Linked DNA regions of Mus musculus: all the other regions are linked to region 1. A link is a contact called in public HiChIP or PLAC-seq data. All regions are on one chromosome and are shown on one strand. Each heading gives the region's core, a stretch centred on a gene start, on an enhancer-like site or on the middle of the called end of the contact. The rest is flanking DNA. Distances are from core to core; before and after follow the strand shown.

Region 1 (4,683 bases), core at 589-3,088:
TACTACTACTGAATTTACAGAAATAAAATGACTATAAATGAAGGCTGGAAATGATGTCATCAAATTCAATAACCTAAGTAAAATTCTTCACAGTACACAAACTTTGAAAAATGACTCATAAAGAAACGAAAACTATGAATAAACCTGTAACCTATAGAGAGGTTGAATGAGCAATTTTACAGTTTTCTACAAAGAAAATCTAGGACAGGTGACTTCACTGTAGAATATTATCAAACATTAATATCAAGACTCTATTAATAGTAATCCTCAGGCTTTCAAGTCTAGAAAAGGGGAGGGCATGCTAACTTTTTAATGATTCTACTAATATGTTTGTGTTAAAGCCAATCTATGACACTTGTGCTGGTTAAGTACGAGTGGACCCCATAGGCTCACATATTTGAATGCTTGGTCATCAAGGAGTGGCACTACTTAAGATGGGATAGAGGTGTGGCCTTTTGGGGGTAGGTGTGGCCTTATTGGAGGAAGTATGTCATTGTGCATTTAAGGTTTCAAAAGCACCAGCCAGGCTCAGAATCCCTCTCTCTTCCTGCCAAGAGGATATAGCTCCCAGCTTCTTCTCCAGTACCATGTCTGCCTGCATGTGGCCATGCTCCCTACCATGGTGACAATGGGCTAGAACTATAAAACTGTAAGCCAGCTCCAATAAAATTACATATGTATATATACATATATGTGTGTGTATATATATGTATGTATGTGTATATATATATATATATATATACACATATGTACATATATATGTATATATATGATGGTTTGTATATTCTTGGGCCAGGAAATGGCACATTTGGAAGTGGTCTTGTTGGAATAGGTGTGACCTGGTTGGAATAGGTGTGTCACTATGGGTGTGGGCTTAATACTCTCACCCTAGGTGCCTAGAAGTCAGTCTTCTATTAGCAGCCTTTGGATGAAGATGTAGAACTCTCAGCTCCTCCTGCACCATGCCTGCCATGCTCCCACCTTAATGGTAATGGACTAAACCTCTGAATCTGTAAGCCAGCCCCAATTAAATATTGCTGTTGTTTTTTTTTTTTAATAAGACTTGCCTTGGTCATGGTGTCTGTTCACAGCAGTAAAACCCTAACTAATACTATATATACATACACACACACACACACACACACATATACACATACACACACACACACACACACACACACACACATATATATATACATATATATATATATGTTTGCCATGGTCATAGTGTCTCTTCACAGTGATAGAACAGGGTCTAAGGCACTACACTGTAAGAAACCAATATATATGTTGAATTTCTATACAACCAGTAATGAACAATCTGAAAGGAAATTAAAACAATTCCTTTTTCCAACAGTATCAAAAAACAGTAACCGATGCAGGATACCACTGCATAAAGATGGATCTTAGCAGAATGGAGAAATGGTTCCGTGGTTACAGTGCTTGCTGCATATCCACAAGGACCTGAATTCAAATCCCAGCACCCACATACCAAGACAGGCATATGCTCACTGTGCCTATAGCCTCACTCATAAAGGAGTGGTGACAAAGATAGGGGCTCTCTAGGACTTGCTGGCTGCCAGCCTAGCCAAAAATCAGAATCATAAGGTTCAGAGAAAACCAGCCTCAAAGAAATAAAGCATAAAGTGTTACATCAGTCGTCTCAACTTTACAAATGCTGCGGCCCTTTTAATACAGTTCCTCATGTTGTGGTAACCCCTGACCATAAAATTATTTTTGTTGTTACACCATAATTCTATGAATCATAATGTAAATATCTGATATGCAACCCCTGTCAAAGGGTCCTTTGACACCACCACCCCAATGAGTCACACAGGTTGAAAACTACTGTGTTAGAGGAAGCCACTCAAAACCTTCCTCTAGCTTCTGTGCTTACTCATACATATTACTATGCACATGCAAAGCACGCACACAAAGGAGTTAGACCCAGATCGGTGAAACACAATTGAATGTTCAGAAGTTACTTCCTGGGGGCTGGTGAGATGGCTCAGTGGGTAAGAGCATTAACTGCTCTTCCAAAGGCACTGAGTTCAAATCCCAGCAACCACATGGTGGTTCACAACCACCCATAATGAGATCTGATGCCCTTTTCTGGTGTTTCTGAAAACAGCCACAGTGTACTTATTTATAATAATAAAGAAATCTTTGGGCCAGAGTAGGGTTGACTGGAGCGGAGCGAGCAGGGGCAACCGGAGCAAGCAGAGATTCTAAAATTCAATTCCCAACAACCACATGAAGGCTCACAGTGTACTCATATACATAAAATAAATAAATAAATAAATAAATGAAGAAGAAGAAGAAGAAGAAGAAGAAGAAGAAGAAGAAGAAGAAGAAGAAGAAGAAGAAGAAGAAGAAGAAGCAGTAGCTATGTCCTTAGACTGGTTATCAATTGGTCTTACTGAATGCCAGTGTCACGTGGCTATCCCTAAGGGAGTGTGTTGATCGGGTCACCCCATTCTCTTTCCCTTATAAATTTCCAAAGTTTCTGTTTGTGTTTGTTGTGCTTATTGAGAAAGAATTTGAAAGAAAGGCATGCCTGATTATCATCCCAAAGTTCGGATAAGTTTGGAGACTTCTCCCCCTCCTTGTCCTTTGAGTTAACAATTAGCTGCTCTATCAATGACAGCATTAACAGGAATGAAATTCTGCCCAGCCAAGAAGCTGGGGGAGACAAGGTTCAAGGCTCATATGAAGTGCTGCAGAGCGTAGTTATGCCTTGTCAGGCCCACCCAAGCTCAGGCATCTCTCATAACCAGTTTAAGTGCCACTAATTTTCTAATTCACCTTAATCATAAACCTGAGTAGGAGAGATTACCTAATTGACAATCTCCAAGGGAGGGTGAATTCAAAACGAGTCCATCGGGATCTGAGGCTCACGCGTAGGAGGGCTCACCTCCAGAGAACCGCTCTTCCCATCGGTGAATCATACCGGCACACTCCGGGAGAAAGGGGCAAGAGTTAGGCTCAGTTCCAAGCGCGATGTCACAAGGTTATGCATCAACCCGTAGGCAGCAGCTGTGTTTGGCAGGGGAAGCTTCCTCTAATTAGGTATTGCTCCCTGTGGGCCATCCAGAAGGACCTTTCTTTTCTCCGCAGTTATTAATCAGCTATCCAGTATTAACAAGATCGGATCTGGAAGTATGCAATTCCTCTCTCCATCTTTCCTCCTAATCACTCAGCAGGCCACCTTACTAGCTAGCTCACTAATGAGGAGCTCGGTGACTGACTAACAAATTCACCCTGTTCCTGTCCTTAATGATCACTTGCGAAATGGGATACTTCCGCTACAGAGGCACAGGCCATTTGAAATGCTGAAATCATAGCTTTTCCGTGGCTTTCTGGTAAAACCTTATCTAAATTAGGCAATGCTAAAAAACGAGTAATTGAACATGTATCACACTGAGGAAATGCCTAGCTAGTGGACTTTTAAAAAAAAAAAAAAAAAAAAACACAGATTTAACACTTGGAAGTTGTCTTTCTCCAGAGACTGAGTTTCTTTTAACAAAGTTTCATCCTTCCGGAGCCTCGAGGAAAGAAGGAAAGTAATGGGAACAAGGGAGGGTCAGGGAGGAGAAAGATGAAGGCTGGAGAAGGAGAATATGGTCAAAATATGTGATATACTTTTCCCTTCTTTTTTATTTAATTGAAAGTATGGTTTTTATACAGTATTTTCTCATGGCTTCCTTCCCTTCATCTCCTCCCAGATCCTCCCACCCCACCTCCCCATCCATCCAACTCCATGACTTCTTTCTCTCTTTTTAGAAAACAAACATATATATATCCAGACTAAAAGAAAACAAACAGAAAGAGAGCCCAAAAAACCATATACACTGTACACACAGAGAAGCTTACACAAACTTATACACATGAAACTCATAAAACCACAAAAATCAGAAACCATAATATATAAGCACAAGACCAGGAGGGTAACATAGGTCCAAACTAAGCACTATGTGATCTCTCCAAAACATCTGCAGAGAGACCACTGAGTTCGTTCTGTGTTAGCCGTCTACAGCCGGGCACGGGACCAGCACTTTAGTGTGGTTTCTACACTCCGTGAGAGGCCGTCAGCAAACACTAGTTCTTCTTCTCAAGAGGTTGCCAATTGGACATAGCTTCTGGGTTAGGGATGGGAGTCTCTTATCCAGTTCCCCTCTCCGTGCTAAGACCCCATCTGTCTTAGGCAGATGTCTGATCTGTGCAGGCTCTGCGCATGCCTGGCCCAGTCTCTTGTGAGTTCATATGTGTGTCCTACTGTATCTGGAAGGCACTGTTTCCTTAGTGTCTGCCTTTTATTCTGCTTTTACCTCCTCTTCTGCAGAGTTCGCTGAGCCCTAAGAGGAGGAGTTTGATGAAGACATCCTATTTAGGACTGAATATGCCAAGATCTCTCACTCTCTGCACATTGTCTAGCTGTGGGTCTCTGTATTAGCTTCTATCTGCAGGAAGAAGTTTTTCTGAGTGAGACCTGATCTACAGGAGTTAGCAGTCCTTCTAGGCTCCACCCAACAGTTACCTAGCAACAGCTAGGTAGGCGGGGCTTGCTATAAAAGGGACTGCTTGGCCTCCCTTCCCTCTCTGACTCTTTTTCCTCTCAGACCCTTTTCTCCCTCTCTCCCCTTCCCCTCCCCACTCCCCAATGTTCCTGTCCACCCTCTTCCC
Region 2 (4,683 bases), core at 954-3,453, 470 kb before region 1:
TTGGTTTTTAGTTATCGTGCCTCAGCCTCAGGAGTTCTGGGATGACCAATACATACTACTTAGATTCTATTTGTTTGTTTTGTCTTATTTTACCTGTTTGGGTGTTTTGCCTACATATCTGTGCATGTATCATATGAATGCCTGGATCCTTGCAGAACTCAGAAGAGGGCTTCAGACCCCCTGGAACTCGTGTTATGGATGGTTATGAGCCACCATGTGGGTGCTGGGAATCAAACCTGGGTCCTCTGCAAGAGCAACAAGTGTTCCTAAGGACTGAGCCATCTCTCCAGTTCCTCACCTGGGATTCTTTTCCTTCTCTCTCTCTCTCTCTCTTTTTTTCCATTTTTTATTAGGTATTTAGCTCATTTACATTTCCAATGCTATACCAAAAGTCCCCCATACCCACCCACCCCCAATCCCCTACCCACCCACTCCCCCTTTTTGGCCCCGGCGTTCCCCTGTACTGGGGCATATAAAGTTTGCGTGTCCAATGGGCCTCTCTTTCCAGTGATGGCCGACTAGGCCATCTTTTGATACATATGCAGCTAGAGTCAAGAGCTCCGGGGTACTGGTTAGTTCATAATGTTGTTCCACCTATAGGATTGCAGATCCCTTTAGCTCCTTGGGTAATTTCTCTAGCTCCTCCACTGGGAGCCCTGTGATCCATCCATTAGCTGACTGTGAGCATCCACTTCTGTGTTTGCTAGGCCCCAGCATAGTCTCACTAGAGACAGCTACATCTGGGTCCTTTCGATAAAATCTTGCTAGTGTATGCAATGGTGTCAGCATTTGGATGCTGATTATGGGGTGGATCCCTGGATATGGAAGTCTCTACATGGACCATCCTTTCATCTCAGCTCCAAACTTTGTCTCTGTAACTCCTTCCAAGGGTGTTTTGTTCCCACTTCTAAGGAGGGGCATAGTGTCCACACTTCAGTCTTCATTTTTCTTGAGTTTCATGTGTTTAGGAAATTGTATCTTATATCTTGGGTATTCTAGGTTTTGGGCTAATATCCACTTATCAGTGAGTACATATTGTGTGAGTTCCTTCTCTCTCTCTTTTTAACATTTTATTTTTTTAATTTTTTAAAAATATTTTTATTACGTATTTTCCTCAATTACATTTCCAATGCTATCCCAAAAGTCCCCCATACCCTCCCCCCCCCACCCCCCTACCCACCCATTCCCACTTTTTGGCCCTGGCGTTCCCCTGTACTGGGGCATATAAAGTTTGCGTGTCCAATGGGCAACCATTCCTATCTGACCCTTTTCAGAAGAATGCCAAAATGGCTTTTATCTGTTTCCTCCATCGTTTGGGTCTAGCCACGGGTCAGACAATGGTGCATCATCCTACTTGTGGTGCAGGAGGGGAAGGGTGAGAGCAGTGTAGGACTCTTGGTTGTTTGCTGCTCTGAGAGTCAGCATGTTCTTGGACGTATCCAGCAAGGCAGCTGTTTCCAGAGCCCGAAGTCAAGCTGGTGGCATCCTTCTGCCCAGAGGAGGGGTTTCTAGAACTTGTGGATGGCTGGGGGAAACTGAGTCACAGCAGTGGTCAACAAGGTGCCCACTCTGTCACCATTCACTCCTGCCAACTAATCGGATGACCTCAAAATTCAGACTAACATACTCAATATTAGCCACATGATTGATGTAAAGAGTCCATTCATTTGGTTATTAATCTGTTGGTTCCCAAAGAGAACGCCATTCAATAAGCTGGGGGAACTTGTTCTTGGATACTTCCCACATGTCCTGACATATTGACCACCTGTGAGTTTTATTTGCAAGGAACCAAAAACATAAACAAAAACAAGAAAAGACAAACCAACCAATCAAACCACAACAACAACAAACTGGAAGATGCCATTAAGTTAGATGCCCATGCGCGCCCTCACTATCTCTGAATCTGGTTCTCTAGGTCTTGCTGGAACTACTTGTTGCTTGGAAATGGACACAGGTGCCCCGGCGTTGGGGCTTCTGTTAGACTTTAAATGTGACTCTGTAAACACTCATCTCTTCATAAGTACTGTCTCTGTGGAAATGGGGCTTTGCTCATAGACGTCAAATCTGTGAGGCTCCTTTGGAAGGTCCTTTCTAAAAGCAGCAAGATAAGCTAGCTTTCACAGCCCATTGCCTTTAGACATGGTATTCCCCGCAATTCCATTCATGCAGAGTCTATTTTGTGTATACAGCTGCTTCCGTGTCATGGGTTTGCCTTAACCAAATAATATAAACTGGGTTACTTAAACAAGAAGGACTTAGTCATTGTTCTGGAGGCCAGAAGTCTGAAACTAAGATGTGCTTTAGGTTGTCCTCTGATGCCCGTAGGATCCTTCCTTTTGCTTCTGGTTGCTGCTTATGCTGGTGACCTGTGATGGTTGGGGATTTATATGTTTATATTTCCATAATAAGCTAATAAGGTGTGGGCTAATAAGTCAGCTTTCTGGCTCAGTTTACTATCTCATGGTCTATCCTTGAGATTCAGGTAAGAAGCAGCTACCCCCACCCCCCACACTCTCTCCCCAGCCCCTTCCTGCAGTGAACCAAATGAGAAGACTGAAAAAACAGACTTGGTACTCATGTACCAAGATAATAGCGATCAGTCTCTTGAGCCCAAGGCAACAGAAGCTTCTGGGCCTTTCTCAGGCTAACAGCCCAGTTCCACCATGCTGTGTGGTCAAACATGAGAACCACTATTTGTCTTATTTTACATTTCCAACAGGTTATATAATACACAATATATTTCCAGTGTATTATATTTCTAATACACAACTGTGTTACTAATCCCAAATAAGACAAACATGTTATATAAGACAGGAGACACATAAATTATGTAAAGATAAAAGCATATAATGTTATGTAATTAATTTATATAATAGAATTGGAATATTGAATTTCTAATATGTGTGTTTTACATAAGAATCAGCCTGTCCAACAAAGCCTTGTCCCTTGGTTAAACAAACAAAACTTTTCAATGACAGATAACAGAAAAAGGGGGTGGGAATTAAAACGAAGGATAGTTCAACTCTTGTCTTTAATTTAACCATAAGAAAAAACTTGTAAAGAAAAGTGAGAAGATGGTTGGTTTCATAAATAAATGTAGGTATTACTTAAAAGACCCTATCATGGAGATGTCTTAAATCCCTGAAATACTGTCATCAGATCTGAGAAAAATTATCAAATTGAAATCAATCAGCTACTGAAGATATGACAGGTAATGAATCTGGTTCCTTCTCTGGGAGGAAGAGAATCATGAACTTCATTCCATGGATGCAGAAGAGCCTGGGGTGGGAATATTGGGCTCAAGCAAGAACACAATGATGGTTGATGGTTGATGGTGTTTCCTCTGAGGTTGGCTATAGGGAACTAAGCTGAATGAAGGGGTGAGTTATTTCATTAGCTAGGGTGCAAGAAGCAAGAGGACTTGCCCTCGGGGTACATTGCTCAGGTGAGCTGAAAGTCAGGGACAGTGTAATGATCAAGAATGATTCTGGTAGGATTGACCCCCAACTTAAGTATCCAAAAAATCTGGCTGAGGCTGGTGTCTCACACAGAAACTTGCTCTGATTTAGCAGGTCTGAAGCCTGATCCCACCAACACATTACAAATGGTTCAGAACGGTGGTTCCTCTGAGACATGTATGAGATTCCCGCCTAGAACCCAAGCAACGAGTAGAATTTCCCAGCAAGTCAGGAGACATGAAATCCTGGATCAGGAGGTACTGTGGATGTCACTGCTGCTATGTAGGGATATCTGAGAGCCCAGGATGAATGACAGCCAGCAAGATTATGGCTTCTAAGGGTTCAGGTACTTTCCAAGTTGAGCAGTGCTTCTCAAAAGGAAGTCTAGAGCTCAGAAAACAAACCGCTAAGGTATGGAGCTTGGGCACTGCTGAACCTAAGAAAATGCTCTCAGTCTACGTTCTCTCTGGAAGTGTAGGGCGGGACTTTCTATGAAATTCCCCTTAGCTACCTAAAGACCAGGTCAGAACCAAAAGAGGAACACAATTGCCTTCAGCTTTCTCACTGAAGTTTTATTATAAGGAAGATTAAATTCACACCGCAGAAGACATGACTGAAGCCCAAGGAATGTCGTTCCAGACCTTGGTTCCTGGACCAGACTAAGCCTGGTCTCCTGGCTTAGTCATCCATCCTACAATCCATTTCCTCTCTCTTCAAAAATCCCTCACACCTTCCATTTCCCTCTCTGGTGTAAAGAAGGATGTGCGAGCTTTGGGTCTTGATGGGTTACACCATCTTTGCTTTTCATCCATCTGATGCCTCGTGCTCATGCAGGCAGTGAATGCACAAGTCTTTTCCCCGCTAGTCCCTCTGTCTGTTCATCTCAGCATACTCAATTGTTAAAAAAAACTTTAGAGGGCAAAAAGGAAGTTGTTTTTTTTTTTCCTCCCATGGAGAAATACTAGGCGTCTTTAAACAGTTCTCTGAAAAAGAAAAAAAAAAATCTGGGTTACTTTTTGGCTATACATCACTAGTCACATGATAAATTATTTTTGTAGCCCTCTGGTTTGCCATTTCCCAGTTAGCACTTTCTGATTAAACAATGACAAGAGTTGTCACTCTCTTTCATGTCAAAGATATATCAGATATGGGAGGCCTCATTCTTGATAATGGGGCCATTCTTTATAAACCCCCTATACTATATATATATATATATATATATATA
Region 3 (4,683 bases), core at 975-3,474, 390 kb before region 1:
ACCCTATTCTCTTCTTCACAGCTAATTGGCTCATCAGCTCTTTTATTAACCAATCAGGGGTGTTGGAAGACAACTTTTGCATAACATAAAGACTGGCGATGATTGACCATACCATTGTCTGTACTGCAACGGGCCATCTGGGCATAGAATTCAGCATTTGAATACACAGTGCCTCAAACCATCCCTCAACAACCCCAGTCATAACCAAATCTACAAACACTCCAATCCCTTACATAATGGTAGAGAATTTGCATATAAACTATGCATATCTTCCTACACACCGCAAATCATTCCTAGATGATTACAATAACTAGTGAGGTGGAAATACAAGTTGGACGCTAATCTTTTGAAACACCAAGCCCCAAATTAAATGCTTTTATTTATAAGGTGTCTTGGTCATGGTGTTTCATCACAGTAACAGACAGTAACTAATCTAGAGGAAGGAGGTAGAGAGTTAAGAATCTTTATCTGAAGACCTTGTTGGATCTGTGTTGGGCAGAGGCATAAATGAGCAGCTACTTCAACAGATAAATGTTGATCAAAATACCATTTCAGGAGGCCTGAATGTTTTCTCTTTTAACAGCATGCTCTCCTTTAATTTTAGCTCCCTTTTCTTAGCAGCATTTCTCAGAAAAGCCACGACTAGGCCACAAAGTCAATTCTACTTTTTAAACTTGGTTCTAGTTTTCTCCTTGGGAAGGGTTGAGTCTCTGGTTTTCAGAGACAAACTAGGTAAGGTGGTAACAGCACATGCTGAGAATGCTGTGAGGTGCTCTGAGGATGTGGGTGATGTCAGAAGGAAGATGGGAAGGGCAAAGGAAGGGAGAAGGGAGTCTTTCTGAGCATCTGTGGTGTGCAGGCACCATGCGAAGAGCTTCACACCATCCACCTGGGTGATTTTTCAGTGACCTTTCAATAAAATGTTATAATCTTTACTTTCTGTGTAAATAAACAGATTAATCACAGAAGTAATTAACTTCCTCCAGGCAGCACAGATAGGAGATGGAATTGTGAGAACCAAAAGTCTGCATGGGGTCAAGCCCAGAGATCCTTCTTTTCCTAGTTAGGATGAAGGGATGGGATGGAAGACCAATGGAACTAACATCTGGACCACATTTGCTTCAAATAGGAACTACTTGTACCACTTCCACAGTAACTTCTCACCTTCTTCCAGATTCTGGGAACGTGAGCCCAGGCTGGCTCACATGTCTGAAGAAGCTACAGCCCCCCACCCATGTCACCCTGGAAAAGAAGGGTTCATAGAGCCTCAGCATACTCATTCCTCTCAACTCAGCTTTGATAGACCTTGTTCTTCCGTCTTCCTGGTTTGGAATCATGGTTTTAATTCATGTGAGATATGAAACACATTAGCGATCCGTGAAAGGGAACAACATAGGTTTACTTGTAATATTTCTTACACCTTAATTCTCAGTTCCACTATTCATAAGCAATATGACTGACTGCTCATGAAGACTGCTCTTAAAATCTCGAGAGATAAGCTTTGTAGCAATAGAAGACATCTCACTCGCTGGCCAGGTCTAGTGATGCACACCCACAATCTGTCATCTACTCAGGGTACTGAAGCTGAAGACTCCCAAATTCAGAACCTGCCTGGATTACAGAGTGAGCCCAAGGTTAGCCTGAGTAATTTTACAGAGGCACCGCTGTCTCCTAATGAGACAAGGCTTGCGCTGGAACTCAATGCAAGTATGCTTAGTTACCTTGTGTTAGGTTCTGGCTTTGATCCTTAGCACCACACAACGGAGACAGATGATAGGTAAATAGACCAACTGACCATCTGACCAACCGATGGTCCGGCAGACAGACATTATCTCAGGGTCTGGCACATGCTAAGCAAGCACTCTGCCCTAAACCTGTATCTGCAGTTTGGGATATAACTTGAATTACTCAGGAAGAGATTTTCCTTGATAGAACTTATGCTTCCTTTTCAAGTCAGCTATTCGCCTAGAGATTGGAATAGAGAGACTCCATACAAATCGTGGAAATTGAAGTTCCAAAGGCTACATTCAGCCATTGTCTGCTCCTCCTGCTTGGCCTTTCCTTCTGGCTCTTTAGGTTGCTAAGTTATTATTTCTGAACTCGCCCTTGTGCTGGGGCTGTGGGACTATTGTTGGCTCCCGAGGAAACAATAAGCCTAGGGATGCCAGGCCCCCTGCTTCTCCTCACACTGTTTACTTTGCTAGGAATGTGGTCCCTCCTATGTTTACGGATCAAATGCCCCACCCAGCTCCAGGCTCTGTGTAAACATCCCCTCCTCCCTGCAAGCTTGATTGGCTTCCACCTGCCAATCACAAGACAGCAAGGTAGTGACCAAGAGCAAGGACTGTGGGACAGCCACAGTTCGTGCCCCTGGTTAGCCACTAGGACTATGAATGATTTTCTCACTTTCTTTTTTCCTTTTGATTTTTCCAGAAAGGGTTTCTCTGTATAGCCCTGGCTGTCCTGGAACTCACTCTGTAGACCAGGCTGGCCTCAAACTCAGAAATCCTCCTGCCTCTGCCTCCCAAGTGTTGGGATTAAAGGCGTACACCACCACTGCCCAGCATTTTTCTCATTTTCTATGAGTCCATAAACAGGATTAATAATACTACATACTTTCTAGTTACTAGAGAATTAAATAAGCCAACACAAACCTGATGTCTAGAATAGCACACAATACATTGTTAGAAGTAACATGTCCCTGTCCAAACTACCACAGCCATGGAACTAAGTCTTCTATGTGATTACTAGTCTCTACTTCCAGCTACACAAATGATCACCTCTCCTTTTTTAGAGTGAAAGTGTCTCTGGATGTTTTAGCTTTGTCTCCCTTGCACTATCTCACACCAAGCAGGTCCGTCATCAGTAACTATAAAATGATTTCCACAGGAATTCTTGTGGTTTGAGCCTCCATTGCTAGTGTTTGAGCCATAACTCAAAATGAGTATCATCTTCCCTAGTCATAAGGCATTTGCTCTTTCTCCCATCACAGCCTTGGATGGTACTCTTGATAAGGTACCTCCTTTTGGAGAAAGTTCAATAATATGTTCATCCTGGAGCTTGGGTTGTAGTAAGAAACTACTTCCCAGGATGCTTTGCAACGTAGACATGGGATTTAGAAAGCTTTGTCAGCTTAACCAGGCATAGTTCATTTGTTCCTGGAGGCCTGGCTCACTGAACAAAAAAAGGCAAAGCATGATTTTTTATTAAGAAATAGATCTCTGAAGGAGCTGCTTAAAAACTCTTTTTGGAAGGTTAGAATATTCTCTTTCTAATATGGAAGTTGATTTGGTACACAAAATCTGCACTATCCAAAGAATCAATGCTATCCAGTGAATCCATTGTGGAGTCAAAAATAAAGAGGTCAGAGGCTCAGGAGAGGTTGCTGGTTTTACCCATTGTCACCAGGGTAGGGGTTGTTTACTAGAAAGCACCAGACTCTCTGTTCCAACCTCCACTATGGACACACTGACAGTTTCTCACAGTTCCTGTCCCTCCCTAGTGTTCTAAGTCCCTAGTTGTCACTGAAGCATCTGTCAGGGCACCATTTCCCCACAGACAAATCTGTATCTGCTTCTGAGATTATGTTAGCTTTCATTTTGCATTCTAAGTAAAAGTATTCCTTAATGGAGACATTCTCTGTCTTGTGTTAATATTTAAGGAATGTTCTATTTTTATTGACAGTATGGGGAAGAAGAGATCAATATTATCCAAATTTACTTGGTTTCCTGCTAGTATCAAGTCCTGGTGACATCAAATTTTAATCTCATCCCATATTCTGGATGCTCCTCTTTGCATTTCTCCATTCATGAATAGAGCTTGCAACTTAATCTCATGAAATCTATCCATGCTTTCTAGTCAACCATCTGTTTACTCAATGTTGTATGTGTACAGTGTGTGTATGTGTGTGTGTGTGTGTGTGCCTGCCTGTGTATGCACACTTGTGTGCACGTGGATGCCAGAGGTCAACCTTGGGTACTGTTCTCTCTTGTTTTCTTTGACAGGGACTCATGCTGGTCTGGAAATCAGTGAGTAGACTCTAGCCTCTGCTTTCTCTTCACCACAGGGATTCCAAGTACACATGACCATGGTTGACATTAAAACAAAACAAAACAAAACAAAACAAAACAAAACAAAACAAAACAAAACATGGATTCTGAGCACTGAATTCAAGTCTTCATGCTTTAAGGAAAACCCTTTACTGACTAAGCTATCTTCCCAAACAATGACTTGGTTTATAAATTAATATAGCAGAAAGTTCTAATCTATACTAATAGAGGTCACTTCTCTAGTTTTTGAACATGTGACTTCAATGTTCCCAGTATGTAGGAGGAGACTGGGAAGTCATATTGCAGTATCTTTTTTTGTCCTGTTGAAATATGTCGAGCCAGGTAGTGGGGGCACATGCCTTTAATCCCAGCATTCGGGAGGCAGAGGCAGGTGGATTTCAGAGTTTGAGGTCAGCTTGGTCTACAAAGTAAGTTCCAGGACACCCAGGGCTACACAGAGAAACCCTGTCTTGAAAAATAAAACAAACAAACAAACAAAACAAAACAAACAAAAAAATTGAAATATGTCTGGATTACTTGGACGGTATTAAGACTCTGAGAATGTATCTTGAGAGCCTGCTGGTGGACCTTATCATTTGCTGTAATATCAAGCTTTTGTGGTTTGTAAAGGTCT

What was found. HiChIP or PLAC-seq counts read pairs in DNA pulled down with a chosen protein or histone mark.
Region 2: a FOXA1 HiChIP or PLAC-seq map of pancreatic cancer cells shows a contact between it and region 1. The contact joins two enhancer-like sites. A contact is called at or near these places in 1 of 484 Hi-C or Micro-C datasets (Th1 cells) and 3 of 115 datasets of contacts at active chromatin or transcription factors (CD8 T cells, embryonic basal ganglia and pancreatic cancer cells).
Region 3: a contact with region 1 is called in a FOXA1 HiChIP or PLAC-seq map of pancreatic cancer cells. The contact joins two enhancer-like sites. A contact is called at or near these places in 4 of 484 Hi-C or Micro-C datasets (adipose-derived mesenchymal stem cells, bone marrow-derived macrophages and nephron progenitors) and 2 of 115 datasets of contacts at active chromatin or transcription factors (astrocytes and pancreatic cancer cells).

The regions. Positions count from the first base shown.
Region 1 is chr8:34,187,411-34,192,093 of GRCm38.p6, reverse strand. No RefSeq gene overlaps it. Among named protein-coding and RNA genes, the nearest start is that of Gm33638, 17 kb to the right of the region's middle. Within about 2 kb of position 1,838, at least 36 of the 459 cell types and tissues checked have an H3K27ac peak or open chromatin away from gene starts, as enhancers often do. A contact at or near this core is called in pancreatic cancer cells, where this site is marked.
Region 2 is chr8:34,662,176-34,666,858 of GRCm38.p6, reverse strand. No RefSeq gene overlaps it. Among named protein-coding and RNA genes, the nearest start is that of B930018H19Rik, 24 kb to the right of the region's middle. Within about 2 kb of position 2,203, at least 11 of the 459 cell types and tissues checked have an H3K27ac peak or open chromatin away from gene starts, as enhancers often do. A contact at or near this core is called in pancreatic cancer cells, where this site is marked.
Region 3 is chr8:34,575,807-34,580,489 of GRCm38.p6, reverse strand. No RefSeq gene overlaps it. Among named protein-coding and RNA genes, the nearest start is that of Gm46068, 6.9 kb to the left of the region's middle. Within about 2 kb of position 2,224, at least 24 of the 459 cell types and tissues checked have an H3K27ac peak or open chromatin away from gene starts, as enhancers often do. A contact at or near this core is called in pancreatic cancer cells, where this site is marked.